2 separate regions of the Mus musculus genome follow, and region 2 is linked to region 1. A link is a contact called in public Micro-C data. All regions are on one chromosome and are shown on one strand. Each heading gives the region's core, a stretch centred on a gene start, on an enhancer-like site or on the middle of the called end of the contact. The rest is flanking DNA. Distances are from core to core; before and after follow the strand shown.

What was found. Hi-C and Micro-C count contacts between places; a contact is called where the count stands out from the background.
Region 2: a Micro-C map of muscle stem cells shows a contact between it and region 1, with 7 times the contacts expected there. The contact joins two enhancer-like sites. A contact is called at or near these places in 24 of 484 Hi-C or Micro-C datasets (the 3T3-L1 cell line, the C2C12 cell line, the HPC-7 cell line and 18 more), 6 of 115 datasets of contacts at active chromatin or transcription factors (PVALB interneurons, fetal liver, heart atrium and 3 more) and 3 of 9 other capture datasets (adipose tissue, liver and pancreatic islet).

What each region holds. Positions count from the first base shown.
Region 1 is chr2:44,998,218-45,001,658 of GRCm38.p6, reverse strand. Zeb2 (zinc finger E-box binding homeobox 2) reads left to right here. Exons shown (of 10, transcript NM_015753.4): 6 at 1-59; 7 at 2,667-2,775. Among named protein-coding and RNA genes, the nearest start is that of Mir5129, 23 kb to the left of the region's middle. Within about 2 kb of position 1,573, at least 43 of the 459 cell types and tissues checked have an H3K27ac peak or open chromatin away from gene starts, as enhancers often do. A contact at or near this core is called in cerebral cortex and muscle stem cells, where this site is marked.
Region 2 is chr2:45,099,194-45,102,634 of GRCm38.p6, reverse strand. The region is part of intron 2 of Zeb2 (zinc finger E-box binding homeobox 2); the gene reads left to right. Among named protein-coding and RNA genes, the nearest start is that of Zeb2os, 10 kb to the left of the region's middle. Within about 2 kb of position 1,759, at least 55 of the 459 cell types and tissues checked have an H3K27ac peak or open chromatin away from gene starts, as enhancers often do. A contact at or near this core is called in cerebral cortex and muscle stem cells, where this site is marked.

The DNA of each region.
Region 1 (3,441 bases), core at 324-2,823:
TCGCCTACCGCACCCAGCTCGAGAGGCATATGGTGACGCACAAGCCAGGGACAGATCAGGTGGGGGTTGGTTCTAAGTGATTTCTTTCTATAATAACCCCTTAGAGAAACGATATTGCTTTGATTGGCAATCATTATTAATTTTTCATGGCATTTTGAAGATGCAGATCTTTTAATGGTAATAGCTTTAATTGAGGTCTAAATGATTTTTTGATGGTCTCTTCTAATATGATTTAATAGTCTTATGTTCACGATCGAATGAGTGTGTTAATTTCTAATTTAGAAATTTTATTTGCACTTTAACTTGACTTTAGTTTCATTTTTATGTTCCACAAAAAGTGAATGAAATTGTAGCATTTTAATTATACATTATTAAACATCTCAGCAATTTTAATTCCATTTTTCACCTAGTTTTGCTTAGGCATTTTTTTTTATATAGGACCTAATACATAGCAAAAGAAGTGCATATTTCTCTCATTTGTCACGAAACACTTTTAAATTACTTAGAATACTTTACAAGCTTACTAATTTATGAAATATGTTTTTAAGGAGATAGAAAGGCCATATAAGTTATATGCATATACACATAATAAATTGGAAAAGTGATAAATGATAAAAAACATTGGTTATAATTAAAATGACTCCATCTCAATATACATGCTTGTAGTTAAATGCCAAAATTGTTCTGCCTCTTTTAGCCTACTTGTTTTAAAAATAAGAACTCTGGCTTGGAAAGGTAGGAATAGGGTCTTAAATCCTTGAAATGACTGAGTAGGGCTAATTCACAGCATCTCTTAAATGTTTCAGCAAAACTGCTCTTTCTATCCTCCTGGGAGAATTGACTGTGCAAATTGATATTATGATGTGTTGGGTGGTCACAGTAATGGTGTTTCATAAGTCACAATAACTGGTCCTACAGATACAGAATTGCCCCTAAATGAACTTTGATATTATATATTTTTGAGATGGTTAAATATGACATTCTCTATAAAACTCCGATTTGTCCTCATAGGCCTTATTGTCTTTGAATAAGGAAAAGAAGACACAAACTCAATTAAGCAAGAATGGCAATACTGTGTTACAAATTTTTACTATTTAAGGCACTATATCACATTATCACACCATTTGTTTCTGATTGGACTTGTGAGTTGAATGTTTTCCAAAGATCAGCTATAAGTAATACGCTTGTGCAGTTACACTTTTGTAACAGTTTATCTTCTCATGCTTCTATGCACAAAAAAACTCTAGGAAAAAAAAAAAGCCTAGATATTTATCTAGTATAACTGCTTTAAATTTCACATGCAGAAGTGTGATTGTGTTGGCGCATTATGAATGGTAGCTTTGGTGTTGAAAAGTCCCCTCATTTGCTCATGGCATTTACAATTAGTAAATTAAAATGATTGTATCATATTAACAGTGGCACAACTAAAGTTTATAGTAGTCCTCTGAGGGCTGTGGGGGAGACAAAGCAGCTGTTGCTGTTTGTTTATGCAACTCGGCAACATATGAGCACTGGTCCCTCAATGGCGCTCGGCGGGTTGGGCTCCGCTTGATCTTTGAAGGTTGCTGCTGTTTGAACAAACCTCCCTGTGTCCCATGTAACACCATCTGTCTCACTAGGAATGTGGGAAGATTCAGCACACCCTAGCAGTTGTCACACCGTTTCTGGGCTGTCTTTTTGCAAAAGGCTTTTGTGTCATTGCTGCAGAAAAAGGCTGGCCTCCTACCTTGAGCATCCAGAGTGGATGACTGTTGGGTTGTTGTTTTTTTTTTTCCCCCTTAGAATTTCAAGTCACACTGCGTTTCCCCCTTGTTCAAAAAGGTCAGCGGTGTTGGATGGTATCTGTGCTGCCTCTAACTTGTCTTTTCAGCAAACTTTTTTTTTTCTGTTGGTTCTTGCACACTACTAAAACGGAAAATGAAATGTCATTGAAGTCTTTCCTACTGACTTGTGATAAAGCTGTTCAAGCAGACATAACCCAAGATGTTGTCTCTTATTTGATAATGAATCAAATCTGATAGGCAGCACCTAAGAAAAACACAGTTAACATGGGCCAGTAGCACAGTGAATGGGATATTTAAACAGGCATACCAAATATTTATAGTCAAAGGGTTTTTTTTTTTTTTGATTTTGTCTTTTATTTGGGGGTGGGGAGAGGTCTCCATTTCTTTAAATTTCAGTTTGATTTAGTTTACACTTTTACCTGGAAACAGAAAACTTCACAAAAATTTGTTTTAAGTGTGGGTTAAAAGAAAAGAACAATTTTATAATTTTCAGGAAAGTATTTTTTTCCTCCTCAAGCCAGCCGTGTTTTGAAAGGAAGCCTTTAGGGTTCAGATTCTGCACTAAACCAAAAGGAGCCATGAGCATCTCTACAATCATACTTCTCATCTCAAGGGTCAAAGAAATGCTGTAGAAAAAAGATGTCAGGCGTAATTGTGAAGCAAGGGTCCGACGTGCACGGGAAGCACTTTCTTAAAAGAGAAAAATTCCCATTTTATTACCAGCATTACCACTTTTATTGCAACTCTGAAAGTCTGACCAGATAAATAAGCATGAACTCAGACCTCTCAGCCTGTCTAAAAAAGAGGTCTTGGGAAAGATTCCTAAGCAAGCTCCTTTGTGCCTCCTGAACAAAGATGACGGCCATTTTTCTCCTTTTACAGCACCAAATGCTAACCCAAGGAGCAGGTAACCGCAAGTTCAAGTGCACGGAGTGTGGCAAGGCCTTCAAGTACAAGCACCACCTGAAAGAACACCTGAGAATTCACAGTGGTGAGTCACAGGGGGGTCGCTGCATTGCATTCTTTCCTACTAGAGAAGATTGTGGAGACCTTTTCAGTGTACACAGTCCCGGGTGGAGTGTTGTGGGCTTACCCCTTTATTTCATAAGCTCTAGGAGTCTTGGAGAGTCTTATGGTATCCTATAAATGCTTATCCTTCTTACAATTCACAAGGGCTTTGATTTGTGTTTTCTGCTAAATCTAGAGACTTTTACAAAACCGTATAACTTTGACCTGGAGATATTTGGGCTGCAATTTCAGAAAGATATTCATTTTTTTTTTGATACCTAAACTTACAAGAAAAAGTGGGAGAAAATTGGACAGGAACTTGCATATGCTAACCATTTCTTGACTCCTGATAGCTATACATCATAAACCCACATCCTACCGCTGAGATTTCTGCTTTATACATAGTTTGATAGCTCTGCCAAGCATTTTATTACCAAATTGGATGCTATTCAAAGAACTAGTTGAATTGGTAGAATCAATGGGGTCTCCACAGAGTTGATTAAAGCCATGGCTACACTTCCCTTTAAATACTGTGACATCTTTATTGTGCTATTGACCACACATTAATCTGACACTCTGTTTAAATAGGAGGCTGCTGATGGCCTGACAAGATTTGGGATTCTAACTGAAAAAGGCGTAGAGAGCCTTT
Region 2 (3,441 bases), core at 510-3,009, 100 kb before region 1:
TTAAAAAGCTTTGAGGGCTGTAAAGTGCCACGCTTTCACACCTTCTCCGTACTTTTTTTTTCAGATTTTTTTAGTATGTTTAACATTTGTGAGATGACAGCCTTTTTGTATCTCAAACTGGATGCTTCAGGATTTGTAGGGAGGGGCTGGTGGTATTCACGTTTTTTCTTGACAGAGAAAGTTTATGCCTAAAGGGCTCCTTCTTGCTGGGGATTGTTTAAACCCTCGTAGGCGGACCTGTCAGCTTTTCCTGTGTTATTTGCCTCCATTTTCAACATGCAAAAGTAGCATGCAGTTGAAGACACCAGAACAAGACCACAGCAATCGCAGGTCCATCTTGTGACAACTTTTCAGGATATTATCTTGCTACAGAACCGGCTTGTCTCCCCCCCCCCTCCCCCGCCCCCTTCTAACCACTTTTAAGATACTAACAGTTCTTCCTCAACAATTAGATCACATACAGTACACACACACACACACACACACACACACACACACACACACACACATAACTTTAGACATACAAGCTTTGCAATAGAAGAGAGGACTGTTTGGGCATTGAGTAGCTGTTCCAACACCTATGTGGTAGACGTCACTTCTGAGAGCAGCAGGAATGGACACATTAAGAATTGCACATGACATGTGACACAGATTCCTAATTCACCACCATTTTCCCAGAAGATTTACAGAATTTACAAACAGAGATTAGCTGCGCACCTTCCACCCCTCCTATCCACTCTCCTATCCACCCCCATGACTCAAGCAATGAAGGATTTAGGCAGATTTACTTCAGTAAACACCTTTGGACACTGGGGGGGGGGGTCTGTTTGCAAAAGGAGGCTTTTGTTAAGTGAGGTACCAGGCAGCTGTGATATTAACCTACCCAGCAATGTGGGTTAACTCTTTGAGTGCCTGGCCCTTTGCAGTCAGCATATGAAATCCTGGCTCTCCAAAGACACTCAGAATCCTGGCTCTCGCAGTTTATTATTCAGACAAGTCTTGTAGACATGAAAACTGTTCAAGCTTTTAAAACAATGTGGTTTAATTAGATGAGGTGGACTTACATTGCTCATAAGCCCTCCAAATGGTGGTTTATAATTGGCAAGGAAAAAAAAAAGATAGAGAAAGGCGAGTCAAGACAGCACATTAAATATTCCAAGAAATATCTTTAGAAAAGCTATTTTCATTTCTAGCTTTTAAAATATTAGACTTGGGTTGCTAGAGGGGATGAAGCAGTCGGGGTCTCTCTCTCTCTCTCTCTCTCTCTCTCCTTACTGTGAGAGATACCAGAAGTTTGTGAGGAAGAAAGGGGCTTCAACTTGAAAAGCTGCAAAGGCCAATCGGACAGTTACATTATCTCAGTCCTAGCATCATGGCAGTGGGAAGGTCTTGCCTATCTGTCAAAGCTAGAGAGGTCATGTGAACCTCAGAGTCAGGCCCTCGGGCAGCAGCTTGAGACTTTCCAAAGCAAGCAGAGAGGTTTTTATGAGGAAGGGGTTAATGGTTATTTTTTTTGTTGTTGTTGTTGGGCACAAGAATAACTTTACAGGTGTTGCATTTGGGCTTAAATAAGATCGCCTTTTTTAGTTTCAAAGAGCGTGTAGGTGTCAACGTTCGAGCAGCCATAAATGTGTGAGAAAGTAAAGGGTATGAGACATGACAGAATTAAAGGTGTTTGCTATGTCGTTACACCGTGTGTCAGGCTGCAAGCTCCCTTTGTCACAGCCTCCTGGTGATTTGACAGCGCAGATCTACTTCCCTTCTAGGTGAGACAGCATTTTTTAACTGGAGTTATAAATACAGTACACCCTTTGGGTTACACCCTGCGTCCTAGATCCATGAATCCCATTTGAAATATCTTGCCCTAAGACACAATGAACAAACACCCATACACAAGGGGGCTGTGGGCTGGGGCCTGCCCAGCGCCAGAGTCACAGTAGCTGGCATTGACTGTTGTTTGGCAAGAAGATGCTCTGCCAAATCATCCAATAATTAAGTTTTATGTTATTTGTATGAACGACCAAGCATGCAGTATTCCTTTTCAAAGCAAAAGGAGGCTTACAATTACTTTTTGAACACTTTCGGAGCATGGTCAGGTCACAGTTTGGGGCTGAATTAAAATGATCTCATTCATGATCTAATTGAGGCTGGCACCACCTTATAGCAGTAGCAGGAGTACATAAATATAAATCAAAGACCAAAATTTAACAAATCATATCATTTGCTAGAAATCTGCTCATGAATTATTCTCCAATTGCCAACCCAGAAGTTAAACTTTGTCTCTTCTGAGCAACAGTAGCTGCCGATTTTTTTTTTTTAAAGGCTTCTGAGAGGAAAGTTACAGGAGCTGAACAGAGAAAGGAGAAGGAAGATGACCTATGTTTCCTCAGATAACCGTGGTGTTTGTGACCCAAGAAAGTATGAGCGCTGATAAAGCCATGCCCAGGAACAGGGGGCACCGCAGACCTGCTTAGACATTACTGTGGGCTTTCAGAAGCCAGACTCAGGAAAGCAAGGACTCTGACATATAGTGTAGGGAGGAGAAAACATGTCCAAAAAGACCTGACTGAAACTTTGCTTTCATTTTTTGACTGAGGGATGCAGTCATCAGAATGGTTCACCCTTGCTTGCAGTTATTTCCCTTACCGAGCTGGGTTGAAACACTGAGACTTGAAGCTGCCATTCTGGTAAAGAAGGTGAGACAGGACCATTACTGTACATATTCGAGTTACTTCTCCTATTTTAACTACAAAATTACTACTCAGATAACTTCTCAATCAATAGGTCAAAGAATCCATTCTAGTATAACTCCCATTTTGGGCTTCTTCTCCATCTTTGTGTATCCGGGAATCATTTTTACTTTTGTTGTAGTATAAACTGGGAAAGGTTGAATTCTTAACTTGAATTCTTTGAAGTTAATTTTTTACATCTCATTTGTATGAAGGTATTCCTTCTATCATATAACGAATACAGAGTTGGTCAGTTTACTCAACTTAACCTAAAGGAAGGCATGAATCTAAGTCTCCAGTAAAGTGATTTCTTTCTTTTGAGAGTACGTAATTACCCAGAACGATTTTCCATGACAACAAGACACATTCCACATAAAAACCAGCAATAGCTACATTGCTTAAATGAAAGAATATCAGGTTTTTGTTCCTTACAGACTGTTTCGTGTTTCTTAATTAATCCTAGAGAAGAAGAAAAAGTGTTTCTAACAAGGAAGTAGCCACTCCCTCTCCCCCAGATAAGTAACCGGTAACAAATCAACAAATTAAAACATGCTATGTAGATCTGAGATTTTGTTCCCCTCATATACAAGTGAGTACATTTCAAGCAGCCAGTGCCCACGTGATCCACGAATTCAGCATACAGCTTTCACTCCTTGCTAGCTTAAATTGTATTTATATTCTCTTGCATATCCAAGTAGCTGTAATCAAGGAA